3 separate regions of the Sus scrofa genome follow, and all the other regions are linked to region 2. Evidence: chromatin contacts called from public Hi-C and HiChIP or PLAC-seq data. All regions are on one chromosome and are shown on one strand. Each heading gives the region's core, a stretch centred on a gene start, on an enhancer-like site or on the middle of the called end of the contact. The rest is flanking DNA. Distances are from core to core; before and after follow the strand shown. Region 1 holds the start of SGCA (sarcoglycan alpha). Region 2 holds the start of COL1A1 (collagen alpha-1(I) chain). Region 3 has its middle 18 kb from the start of TMEM92.

Region 1 (4,278 bases), core at 1,142-3,641, 40 kb after region 2:
TGGGTAAAGCCCCACCCAGAAATTAGAGAGACCCACATTTCGCCTATCACCCAGGCAGAAGGCCACCTGCCCCCTCCTCCTCCAGGAAGCCCTCCCTGGTCGCATGCCTACCCTTCCTTTCGACCTTCAATAGGCAGGGGGACTCGGCCCCCTCGGTCCAAGGCAGAAGTGATATTGATCAGCTGGAGATCCCCCGGCTCCCAGAGCCCCCCGAGGGCTGTGAGGAAAAGGCTGGCAGGTGTCGAGGGCAGCACCTCCTCCACGTCATGGCTGCGCACCAGGAACTCAGCCTGGTATGGGAGCAGGGGGCCTGGGAGGGCCAGGTGGGCACCTCAGGCTGTGCCCAGCCCCCAGCCCTGCCTGGATCATTCCCAAGCATCCCCCCACCCAAGCTCCCCCCACCCAAGCTCCACCATCCATGCTCCCCGCACCCAAGTTCCCCCCACCCAAGCTCCTCCCACCCAAGCATCTCCCCAGATCTCAGCTCCCTTCCTTCTTCTTAATACCCCACATAGCAGACCCTTCCTCCACCCTTGCCCCACACCCACGCCCCAACGACTTGCCCAAAGCCTCCTCTTAGTGTATCAGCAGAGCAGCGAAGACTACAGCTGCAGTCTCAGCAGGATGCCCAGCTCCCTACTACTCCCAGGTATCCCCTCTTCCAAGGGAGAGTCCCCAAGACTGGCATTGGTAGGGTAGGGGTGAGGCTGGTGGTACCTTCTGGGTCTGCAATCAACAGCACCAGCCTCTGCCGGGTGGTGTCAAAACTGTCCCGGTTGTAGGCTGTGACCTGGAGGATGGGGAGAGAGAGGGCTGAGCACCCAGTTACAGGCATGGGATTTATGTAAATGAGGGTACGCAGCTTCCTGCTGCCGGCCACTCCCTGGGGCCCCTGCTGATACCTCAATGACCTGGTGTCCGCGATCCTCTGGGGTGGCAGTGCCATAGAGGAAGCCAGGGTGGTGGGGGCTGCGCTGGGTGTAGCGGAGCCACCGGGGCAGGTCTGGGTGTCCCTGGAGGTGGGCGTGGTAGGTGACAGGGACAGCTGGTGGAAGGGAGGAGAGGGGCTTGGAGACACGACAGGAAGCTTTCGGAAGCCTTCACCTGCACCCCCCACCAGCCCACCCAGTGCGCCCCCAGGCCCCTCTTACCAACGTGCTCAGGAAGCTGCAGGAAAGCATCATGGTCCAGGGTGTATACAAACACGCGGCCCACGAGTGGGTGCAGGGTGGTCTGCTGGATCTCGGTGCCCCCCAGCCCTGCCAGGAGACCTGTGGGGACCCACACCCCCAAACACACAGACCAGCCTCAGTCCTGGCCAAGGAATAAGCTTCCCCTTTTCACCCAGTCCCTGGTGGCCCTAAGGGACCAGAGAGACGTGTGCGAGGAGGGGGACAGCTTTGCTGGCTCCCAGGAAGGATGGGGTGGGGCCCTGGCCGAGCCACACACTTTAACCAGCGAAGAAACCCAGGCTTTAGTTTGGTTTGGATTCATGGAAGCCCCCTCACTCTTCATGTTAGGCTCCCATTGGGAGTCACAGTGGCTGGCTGGGAGGGGTGTGTGTGTGCGTGTGCATGTGTGTGTGTGTGTCTACACATGCGTGCATGTTAAGAGCACTTGGAGGAGTTCCTGGCTCAGTGGAAACGAATTTGACTAGTATCCATGAAGATGCCGCTTTGATCCCCGGCCTCGCTCAGTGGGTTAAGGATCCGGCGTTGCCATGAGCTGTGGTGTAAGCGGCAGCTGTAGCTCCGATTCGACCCCTAGCCTGGGAACCTCCATATGCTGTGGGTGCAGCCCTAAAAAAAATAATTTAAAAAAAAAAATTAGGAAAAAAAAGCACTTGGAAAAGAATGCCAAGCTGACTGTCTGGGCGCCTGGAGGGGTGGGAGGAAGAGAGGGAAGAACCCCTTGGAGGAGGCAGGTGGCCATTCTGGGGTTCCCACCCCCCTCCTTTAATAGCCGGGGGGAACAGGGCCTCCACTGGAGGCCACTAAGAGCTGAGCGAAGAGGATCCCGAGCCCCAGGGAGAGGACCTGCCCCAGCGGCCCCCGCACCCTCCCAGAGCCAGATTTAGCCTGGACTCAGAAAGAAGCCAGCCCAGCCAGCGCATTAAAGGGCCCACGACACTCTGGACCTGTGTGGTTAGGCCCGGCCTGGCCCAGGACACCCCACCCCTCCCAGGTCCCAGCTCCCCGTTCCCTGGAGCCCCCACCAGCTGTGGCATTCACACCCCAGAGTCCTTCTGCTCCTGCCTTGCCCTGACCCCCAAGCCCTCCCCTGAGGAACCTCTCACCCCCTCAACCTGGGCCTCTCCCCTGAAGAAGCCCCCAACTTGCCCACGAGGAGAGAAATCCAGATCAGCGTTGCTGCCATGGCCGCCCCAGGCTGGCCCTGCCCTGTGAGTGACAGAGACAGGAGCAGGGAGGAGGGCGGAGGGAGGAACGGGAAAGTGGCCCAGAGCAGCTGGGCCCGGCTTCAGCCCGTGGGGCCCTCCCCACCCCTTCCCAGAGTAGGCACTAAATCTAAGGCAGACACCTCCTCACATGACAAGGAGCTCCCGTCGTGGCTCAGTGGTTAACGAATCCGACTAGGAACCATGAGGTTGCGGATTCGATCCCTGGCCTCGCTCAGTGGGTTGAGGACCCGCCGTTGCCGTGAGCTGTGGTGTGGGTCACAGACGCGGCTTGGATTTGGAGTTGCTGTGGCTGTGGTGTAGGCCGGCAGCTACAGCTCCAATTCGACCTCTAGCCTGGAACCTCCATATGCCGAGGGAGCGGCCCTAGAAGAGGCAAAAAGACAAAACAAAAAACAAACAAACAAAAAAAGACAAGGTCCCTCCAATCCTCCCCTCCTCGGGGCCAGAGTATATTTTCTAAACCTCCAACCTGATGGCCTTGATCCCCCCCTTAGAACCCTAAGGGCTCCCACTGCTCTGAGTTTCCCAGCTGCTGGTGGCTTTCAGGCCCTGTCTGTTCTTGGCCATCCTATCTAGAATCCCCTTCCCTTCTTTCTTTCTTTCTTTTTTTTTTTTTTTTTTTTGTCTTTTTGCCTTTTCTAGGGCCGCTTCCCGCAGCATATGGAGGTTCCCAGGCTAGGGGTCGAATTGGAGCTGTAGCCACTGGCCTACACCACAGCTCACAGCAACACCGGATCCTTCACCCACTGAGCAAGGCCAGGGGTCAAACCCGCAACCTCATGGTTCCTAGTCGGATTCATTAACCACTGAGCCATGACGGGAACTCCCCCTTCCCTTCTTTCTAACCCCGCCCCCAACACACACACACACACACACACACACACACACACACACACACACACTACCCCAGGCTTCTGCCCAGCTCACTCTGGCACCCCACAACCTGATAAGCTCCCCTGAGTCCACATGCCTTTGCATATGCTATTCCCTCTGCCCCAAATTCCCTTCCTGCCCTCATCCAACCAGCAAACTTCTGCTCACCTCTCAAGACTCAGCAGGGGCATCCTCTCTTTTTCTGTGCTCCCTCCTTCCCTAGGCCAAGCTGGGGCTCCCTCAGCCCCATGCACAGCCCAACCACACAGAGTTGCAGACAGATTGGGATCTTATAATCTTTGCATCCCTGGGGCTGGCCCAGGGCCCAGCAACTGGTAGGTGTAGAGGGTGAAGTGACAGCTTCATGAATAGTACATGAGGGTGCCTGTTCACCCAGCCCTGTCCTCAGATAAGGTCCCCCCCCACTCCCCAGCATACGCCCCAGGTCTAGGAAGAGAGAAAGCCCTGGAGGGGACAAGCCAGATAGAGAGACGGGGTATAAAGAAGGTGGCATGGGCTTGGAGGTCTTTCGGGCCCAGACCTGAATCCCACCTTGACCACTCGCTGGAGAATGTGGCCTTGAAAAAGTTTTGGGTTTTTTTTTTGTCTTTTTTTAGGGCTGCACCCTCAGCATATGGAGGTTCCCAGGCTAGGGGCTGAATCAGAGCTGTAGCCACCAGACTACACCACAGCCACAGCAACGTGGGATCCGAGTCTCATTGGTGACCTATATCACAGCTCACGGCAACACCAGATCCTTAATCCACTGAGCGAGGCCAGGGATCGAACCCATAACCTTATGGTTCCAAGTCGGATTCGTTTCCACTGCGCCATGACGGGAACTCTCAGGCTCTATTCTCAAAACTGCAAAGTGACAAGACCAGCGCTCGCCTCCTGCCATCCTTGTGAGGAAGCTGCACAGTCCAGAATTCAGCACGTATTTACAGAGCACCTACTGTGCACTGGGCAGTGAGAGGGGAGAGATG
Region 2 (4,057 bases), core at 1,009-3,508:
GGGAGGAGACCCCAAGTACATTCTTCCTCTCACTGTCATGCTGCAGAAATTAAAGACACATCTCTGGGCTGGGCGCCCGCCAAGCGTTTCAAGTCAAAAAGTGGCAGAGGAAGCCCTGAACCTCAGCTTTCTGCCACGTGTAAAGGATGCTTGGAAACCTTCTGCCCAGAGCCCCTTGGGATGGAGCTGGACACTGGGAGCGGGGCGGGCGGGGGGGCGGTGGCTGTCACCCCCTCACTACCCACAAAGCCCACTTTCCAATCCCAGGGTTCCCTAAATACTCTTCAGAACCCCAGTGATGGAGCAAGTCCTGATTCTCACCTCTGAGTCCTAATCACGCCTTTAAGGTGACGGAAGGACAGCCTGCAAAGGGAGCATGTGGGAAGGGGGCTGTAGGCAGGAGTCCTGGCTGCAATAACTCAGCAAGCGGGGAGGTGGGCAGGTCACACCACCCCTCACCCAAGCAGGTGACTCTCCGCCCCAGACTGCCACTCTAAAGGGGTGCCCACCACCCTGAGGGTCAGGTCCCTGGTCTCCTGTAGGGGGGGGAGAGGGGGTGCTCCTTGCCCCTGACCCTCGCTGGAGGGTGCAGGAACTGCCATCTCAGCACCTCAGCCCCCAGTACTGTCCTGCAGTAGCTGGCACTAGGCGGGGGCAGATCTTGAGCCACAAGTTGCTGCCACATGGTGGGGATAATTGACGAAGGCCCGTCCCTCCATTGCTGTCTCCAGCCCTGCCTCTCTGGAAACTCTATATTTTCTCTTTAATTATAGCCCCTGCAGTCTCCCTCTGCGGCCCCACCCGCCCCGCTCATCCCGGCTGCCCACGGCCAGCCGGCCAGCCGACGTGGCTCCCTCCCCTTCTGTTCTCTTGGTCTTTTTTTCCCTTTGCCTTCGTTGCACAAAACCAGCTGGGGGAGGGCGTGGAGAGGGGCGGGGGGAGGCAATGGAATCTTGGATGGTTTGGGGGAGGCGGGACTCCCCGCTTCCACGTTGCAGCTCTGGAGTGATGGGGGTGGGGAGCTGCGCAAGAAGGATTGGAGTTGACATTGCAAAGGGACCCTCTTTGCCTTTTCTTGGGCCCTCAGCTTTCGGCAGGACCAGGGGCCTGGATAGACGGAGGCTAGGGTAGAGCCCTCTTGGGAGGCTGGGACCTGGAGAAGGGCTGACACCAGCTTCTAGGGGCCTCTCCTCCAAATATAGCCTGGTGGGGTCTCCACCACCTTTCGGGGTGCACATGATTCTCTCCTGGCTCCAGGGCCAAAGAGCAAGGCCTGGGGTTTCCAGAAAAGAAGGGAAGCAGTGGGAAACATCCTTTAAAAGAAGGACACTCACCTGCAATTCCATTTTGAACTCCCCAAGGCAAGTCTCCCCCAGAAACACCCAAAATTCCCCAATCCTGAGTCGGGGTACAGACAGAGACAGAGCTTTATGCAGCCCCCAGGACCCCCCTCTCTCTGGTCCAGGGCTCTCCAGCAGACTCCTCCCCACTTAACCATGGCCATAGCCATGACAGACCCCAACACAAGACTCTTTTCTAAGTGGCCAGTGACCTCAAGCCCTTGCCACCTGGGGTGGGAGAACCCTCGCAATGCCCCGCCCCCACCCCGCAGTGCCTTCACTCAACACCAAAGCTTTCATCTGGAGAGCCCACGTAGTCAAATGTCTCACCCAGGGCCTCAGCCTCCCCACCCCATCTCTCTCAATCAGGCTGGGGCTTCGGGGGGGAGAGCATCTGAGTCCACCTTGGAGACGTGGCAGAAGAACTGACAGCCTCAAAATAAAAATCCTCTCATCCGCACCCACCCCCAAATATCTGATTCTTAATGTCTATCAATGAGTCTCTAACTCGTTCCTCAAATAACCCTAAGTTCTCTACCCCCGCCACACCAGAAGACACCCCCCAGAACGCACATCTTTTAAATTCTCTGGTTCTCCTGCTTTAGAGGGGTCCATAGCTGGCCTCCTCGGGCCGATCGCCTGGCTGTTGCCAAGGATATCGGGCGGGTAAAGGAGGACCCTCTCCCAATCACCCCCAATTCTTCCATCTTTGGAAGGCTCCCTACCCAGCTCCCCAACTCCAGTTCCCCCCAGATTGCGCATCCCCGGAAGAAAGCTGAAGAGGCGCCCCTTCCCACTCTTTAGCCCACAGTATATTGAGGACCGAGCCGCACCCCAGCGGCAGCATCTCTGGCCCAGGCTGCGCTGGGGGGCTGGGGAGGCAGAGCTGTGGAAGGGGGGTGGCGTGCGGTGGACTCCTTTCCCTTCCCTTCCCTCCTCCTCCCCCTCTCCCTTCCGACTCCCAAATTGGGGGCCGGGCCAGGCAACTCTGATTGGCTGGGGGACGGGCAGCCGGCTCCCCCTCTCCCAGGGGCAGGGTTCCTCCCCGCTCACCCTCGGGATGGTATAAAAGGGGCCCGGGCCAGTGGTCGGAGCAGACGGGAGTTTCTCCTCGGGGTCGGAGCAGGAGGCACGCGGAGTGTGAGGCCACGCATGAGCGGACGCTAACCCCCACCCCAGCCGCAAAGAGTCTACATGTCTAGGGTCTAGACATGTTCAGCTTTGTGGACCTCCGGCTCCTGCTCCTCTTAGCGGCCACCGCCCTCCTGACGCACGGCCAAGAGGAGGGCCAAGAAGAAGGCCAACAAGGCCAAGAAGAAGACAGTAAGTCTCAAACTTTTGGGGTCCAAGGCTACTTGGTATCTTGTCCCGCGTTGGGTTCTGGGGGGGTCCACGACGTAAGCTGAGACTCGGGATGCTCCAGAGGCTCAAGGATGAAAGGGAGATGGTGAGGGCTCTTCCTCGGCGCCCTGGGGGGTAGAAAGGAGCGCACTCTGGGCGGGGGTGTAGATGACCTCCCCCCCAGCAGTGGGAGGAGGAGATGCAGCACGGCGCGAGTTGGCTCAGGAGGAGTCCCGAGCGCACACTGTGAAGTACAGCGGGGAAAATTGGTTCTGGGCGCCGGGTACGCGTAAAGTACGTCGAGGATGGGGTGGGGGCGCCGAGTCGGGAATTTGGAGCCCAAGATGTAAAAGTGGTCGGGAAGGCTAGGGGATGATTCATAAGAAAAGATTGTTTGCCCTCTCTGCAGGCTAGACAGTGTTCCTGGGGCCACAGAAGTGCTGGGCTGAGGGGGGAGGGGGCGCTGAGAGTGGGCGGGTTGCAGGCTGAGAAACTTTGGCGCCGGCTTTGAGGGGCAGGGTCCTTGCGCCCTCTGCTGAGCTATACTGGCACTGAGCCTCCCTGGCCAGCGCTTCTCCGCGCAGGAGTCGAAGCGGGAAAATGGGGTTGTTGCCTGGTGTGGACCCCACCTCTAGACTTTGAAAATAAAGTTGGGGACGGGGTAGCTCCAGTCTCTAAAAGAAGTGGCCGGTCGGGGGAAATTGCTTAGGGTGGCCCGCCACCTAGTGGCCGCCTGGGTGGACGCTCCGCGGTGGGCGTGATTAACATCATTTACGGACTTTTTGGATCTTTGGTTAACTAACTTCTTTGGCGGACTTTTGGGTTCTTTGGCTAAGGAGTGACCCCGGGCACTGGCTGGCTTTGGGAAACGGGATTTGTCCTTGGGAGAGGCTGTTAGAGATGTCTGGGAAGTGGAGGTTAGGGCGTATCCTGCTCTTTTTAAGTCTCTGGTACATTTTAAGTCTCTGGGCGGGATCCCACGCCCGTTAGCTCCTCCCCATCCTCCTAGCCCCGCCCACACTATCCCACCTGCCCCGGGAATGAGACGGAATCCTGCCTGGACCTCCCATCTCTCCTCCCAGCCCCTCCTCCGGTCTCCACCCAAACCACTCCCCGCAAGCCTGCCCTCCGGACCAGGCGCCTCCGGTTCTCTCTCTTTCCCACTCCCCCACTCCCCGCTCCCCCACCCGATGGCTTTTTATTTCACTTGGCTTCCGCGCCAATGCGCTGAGGTTGGAGTTGGAAGCAACTCCAGCCTAAAGCTTTGTTTAAATTCCTGAGAACTGGAAAGAGTTATAGCCGACCTGGCCCGGCGCCTCAGCCCTGTCACTGGTGCTGATGAGAAGCAGATGAGCTTTTAAGGATTTGGGGAAAGG
Region 3 (3,715 bases), core at 1,084-3,583, 51 kb before region 2:
ATCCTTCACCCGCTGAGCAAGGCCAGGGATCGAGCCCGCAACCTCATGGTTCCTAGTTGGATTCGTTAACCACTGCGCCATGACGGGAACTCCAGGCCATGCTTTCTTTAGGAGGCCCCTTGGGACTTTTGGAGGGCCCTTACTCTCCTGGTTTCCCTCCTACCTCTCTGGTTACTCCTCCTCCAGCTCTTTCTTTTTTTTTTTTTTTTTTGTCTTTTTGCCATTTCTTGGGCCACTTCCGCGGTATATGGAGGTTCCCAGGCCAGGGGTCTAATCGGAGCTGTAGCTGCCAGCCTACTCCAGAGCCACAGCAACGCAGGATCCTTAACGCGCTGAGCAAGGCCAGGGATCGAACCCTCAACCTCATGGTTCCTAGTCAGATTCGTTAACCACTGCGCCATGACGGGAACTCCTCCAGCTCTTTCATCAGCTCTGTCCTCTGCATCTTCCGTCGGGTTTGGGCCTGGCCTGTGTGCACCTGCTCTCCAGCAGACCCTACACAGCCAGCGCCCTAATGGGGGTCTCTACTAGGATCCCTCCAGGAATTGCAAAGTCACCTGGTTCCACAGTAAACCACTCAGCCAGGAGTGCCAAGCAGAAACCCGGGCCAGCCCTTATCCCTCTGCCGATCGGTCACCAAGCCCTGTGACTTCTCCCAAATCTCTGTCAATCTGGCCATCTTTTTTCACACCACGGCCGAGGGCCAGGGCCAGGCTGCCGTCACCTCCACCCTGACGTCTGTGGCAGCCTCTTAGCGGGCACCCCTCCTCCATCCTGATCCCTTTCCAACCAACCCTCCACACCTCGTCTGGAGCTCTTCCTAAAAACACGTCTAGTCATGTCACCCTCCCCACCTTCACCCCAAGAGCTCCCTCAGAGCATCTCCGCTCCTGTGGGCTCTGCCCTCAGCTCTCTCTCACCTCTGGCCCCTGGCAGTGCCGTGCCTTCTGCTTGCAGCACCCTTCCTCCAGACTCCTCCTCGTGTCACTGCCTCTGGGAAGTCTCCCCTGATTGCTCTTCTCACCGAGCAGAGGTCAGAAGTCCCCTTCCAGCAGCCTGCCGGAGCCTTAATCTCCCCCATCACAGAACTTGATGCATTGAATAGCGCGTCCCTCTTTCCTTCTGGAAGCTCCTCTAGAGTAGAGACGGTAACTGCTCACAATGAGGCCTGGCACCAGGCACCACTGCTGCCCAGGAACCGTTTGTTGATGGAAAATTCATTCGGGGGAGACTTAATGGGATGACAAGGAAGACAGAGGGCGTCTCCCCTCCCCCTCCCCGGGCTGGGCCTCCGAGGCAGTGGGGTGGGAGAAGTTACAGGACTTGTGAGTGGAGCAGGAGGCCTTGGTTAAGGTTGTTGGGGTGCTGGCCCTGGGGTCAGGGTTGAGGCTGCCCACCACCTGTGCACGCGCCTTGGGGAAATTGCTTCCCCGAGAGATCCCCAGAATTAGCAGGCACCTCCAGCTCTGGGTTCGGGGGTGGGCAAGCCTGTCTGTCGGTGCCAACCAGCATCTTTGGTAGCAGCCTGGGGGCCACAGACCACAAATTAGATATGAACAGCCTCTCACCCTCATTCATGGCCAGGTCCAGGGGGCGATGCTGCTGCTTGGGCTCTGCCGACAGCCTCAAGTAGAGATCTTTGAGAATGTGTTTTCTGCCTTAAAAATTCAGAGCATCACTTCCTACCCTAGCCTATGTTCTTGTATGTTTTCATATTAAAATAATGCTTTAAATCACTTAGCATGGAGGGGGTGGAGAACATTCTGGAAGGTGAGGGACATGCTCAAGCCTGATCTGTCCTTGCCCTCTTTCTGGGTTTGGAAAGACTGCAGGACCAGGAGCCACCAGCCCAGGTCCCAGGCCCTGCTCTGCACCCACTGAGACTAGCTGTGTCATCCATGGAATGGGTGCTGAGCTGGTGCTGCCTCTGCTTAAGACAGTGGCCAGTGGGCGTGAAGACCGAATGATTCATTCACACATGGAACGTGAAGTGCCAGGCTGGCCAGGCGGGGGCCCGGGGCCTCTCCAGGCCCCTTTAGGGTCTGCAGGGGGGTGTCTGCTGACACCCCTAGCCTGCCCCCGCTCCCAGTCCCCCATTCAGCTCGCCTGGAGCAGGCTGGGGGCTGGGGGTCCAGGCAGTGGCCACCCCCTCCCAGGCTGGAGGAAAGGGTGAGCTCAGCCTCTGGCCCAGGGAGAGCGAGCGAGCGCGAGCGAGCGAGCGAGCGAGCGAGCGAGCGGGTAGGAGAATAATTAAAATGCCAGAGGTTAGGAGGTGAAGTTACAATGGAAAGAATGAAGGCCCAGCGCTGTCGGCCGCGGCTGCTTCTCCCACCCCGTGCTCTCTGCCAAGCCCACATTTGATTTTTATTTCGGGAGCCGCCAGCGCAGCACTTGGGAGGGAGCGGAGAAACCTCACTCCCGCTCGCCCTGCCACGTCTGGATCTGGGGCCCCACTTGGGGGAGGGGGCTCCTGGGACCCAGTGGAGGAGGGCTTGACCCCAGGACCAGGCTGGCCTCGGGGACTGGGCACAAGGGAAGGGTGGCCTTCAGAGCAGGGGTGGGAGACAAAGCAAAGGATGGTGACCCCAAAAGAATGAAGGCTCTTTCTTCCCGTTCTCAATGGCTTCAGCTCCTTGGCTTCACTCATTTGAAGCGGAGGGAGAGAAAGATCATCCAGCCTCAGGCCACCCCCCTCGCTCCCCCTTTTGCCCCCTACCCTGACTCAGGGGACGTTCAATGTCCACTGGTGTGTGCATACATCAAAGGGCTCAAAGCTTGATCTTTTTCCTCATGACTTGCTGTGTGACCCTGAGAAAGTCGCTCTCCCTCTCTGGACGTGGATCTCCTCTGTAAAAAGGGAGAGTGGGTGAGATCAGCCCTTTCAAACCGGGCCTGGCCCCGCCTTCCCCAGGCTGCCCTCTCCTGCACATCTCTCATCTGCCCCTTCCAAGGGACTGGGGAGGTGGGGGGGGGGCAGCTGCCGGCCCACCCCCTGAAGAGCATGGAGCCCCCTCTTCCTGCAGACAGGAGCAGCCGCCGGGGCCAACTCACATTTTCCTGCTCTCGGCTTTCTCTACTGCCCATAATACACTCCAGATGGTTTCTCCATCTGAAAGCCGAGGCAGCAGATTCCAGAGGGAAAGTGGTTGGGCTCCTCTCTGGGCTCCTCTTTCCATCGGGCTGGAGCGAGGAGGGGGCTGAGGCCAGGGACTGGGGCGGCTGGAAAAATGGAGTGGGGGTGGTGCTGGCTCTGCAGGAGGAGGATGGATGTCGGGAGGGCGCCCCAGGCATCTCCTGGCCAAATAAGGGGCTGGGGACAGTAGGAGACACCAGGAGATGCGCTGAGATGGGGGCATGGCCCAAAGCACTGGTGGGGAGGGGGTAGGGATTCCAGCAAAACCCTTTTCCTTGATGGGGTGGCCCACCCGGGGAAGGGAGGCTTTCCAGCATTCCCAGGGCAGGGAAAAGAGCAGCATCCAATGAGCTTGGGTTCAAATCCTGCCTCTGAAACCCTTGACTTCGTGGAGCCTCAGGCTCCTCACCTGTAAGATGGAGGTAGCTAACGCTGACCTTAAGGGGTCGTGAAGGTGACATGGATAGGATACAGAAAGGCTTCCCCCATCCTCAGGGGTTCAGGAAATGCTCAGCAGTTGCCTGGGGAACGCTCTGAGGGAGCAGCAGTGTCCTCTCCCTTAGGACAAAGCTCTGTGGTCCC

What was found. A called contact is a pair of places that touch in the nucleus more often than the background predicts. HiChIP or PLAC-seq counts read pairs in DNA pulled down with a chosen protein or histone mark.
Region 1: a contact with region 2 is called in a Hi-C map of alveolar macrophages, with 1.7 times the contacts expected there. The contact joins the promoter of SGCA here to the promoter of COL1A1 in region 2. A contact is called at or near these places in 6 of 47 Hi-C or Micro-C datasets (alveolar macrophages, embryonic fibroblasts, epiblast stem cells and 3 more) and 1 of 2 datasets of contacts at active chromatin or transcription factors (skeletal muscle).
Region 3: an H3K27ac HiChIP or PLAC-seq map of skeletal muscle shows a contact between it and region 2. The contact joins the enhancer-like site here to the promoter of COL1A1 in region 2. A contact is called at or near these places in 7 of 47 Hi-C or Micro-C datasets (adipocytes, embryonic fibroblasts, fetal skeletal muscle and 4 more) and 1 of 2 datasets of contacts at active chromatin or transcription factors (skeletal muscle).

The regions. Positions count from the first base shown.
Region 1 is chr12:26,354,907-26,359,184 of Sscrofa11.1, reverse strand. It overlaps SGCA (sarcoglycan alpha), which reads right to left and starts at 2,391. Exons shown (of 10, transcript NM_001144122.1): 1 at 2,340-2,391; 2 at 1,152-1,271; 3 at 903-1,045; 4 at 718-790; 5 at 112-310. The coding sequence starts at 2,376.
Region 2 is chr12:26,395,381-26,399,437 of Sscrofa11.1, reverse strand. COL1A1 (collagen alpha-1(I) chain) reads left to right here and starts at 2,258. Exons shown (of 51, transcript XM_021067153.1): 1 at 2,258-2,663. The coding sequence starts at 2,552.
Region 3 is chr12:26,446,864-26,450,578 of Sscrofa11.1, reverse strand. No RefSeq gene overlaps it. Among named protein-coding and RNA genes, the nearest start is that of TMEM92, 18 kb to the left of the region's middle. Within about 2 kb of position 2,333, at least 36 of the 83 cell types and tissues checked have an H3K27ac peak or open chromatin away from gene starts, as enhancers often do. A contact at or near this core is called in embryonic fibroblasts, fetal skeletal muscle, omental adipose tissue and 3 more, where this site is marked.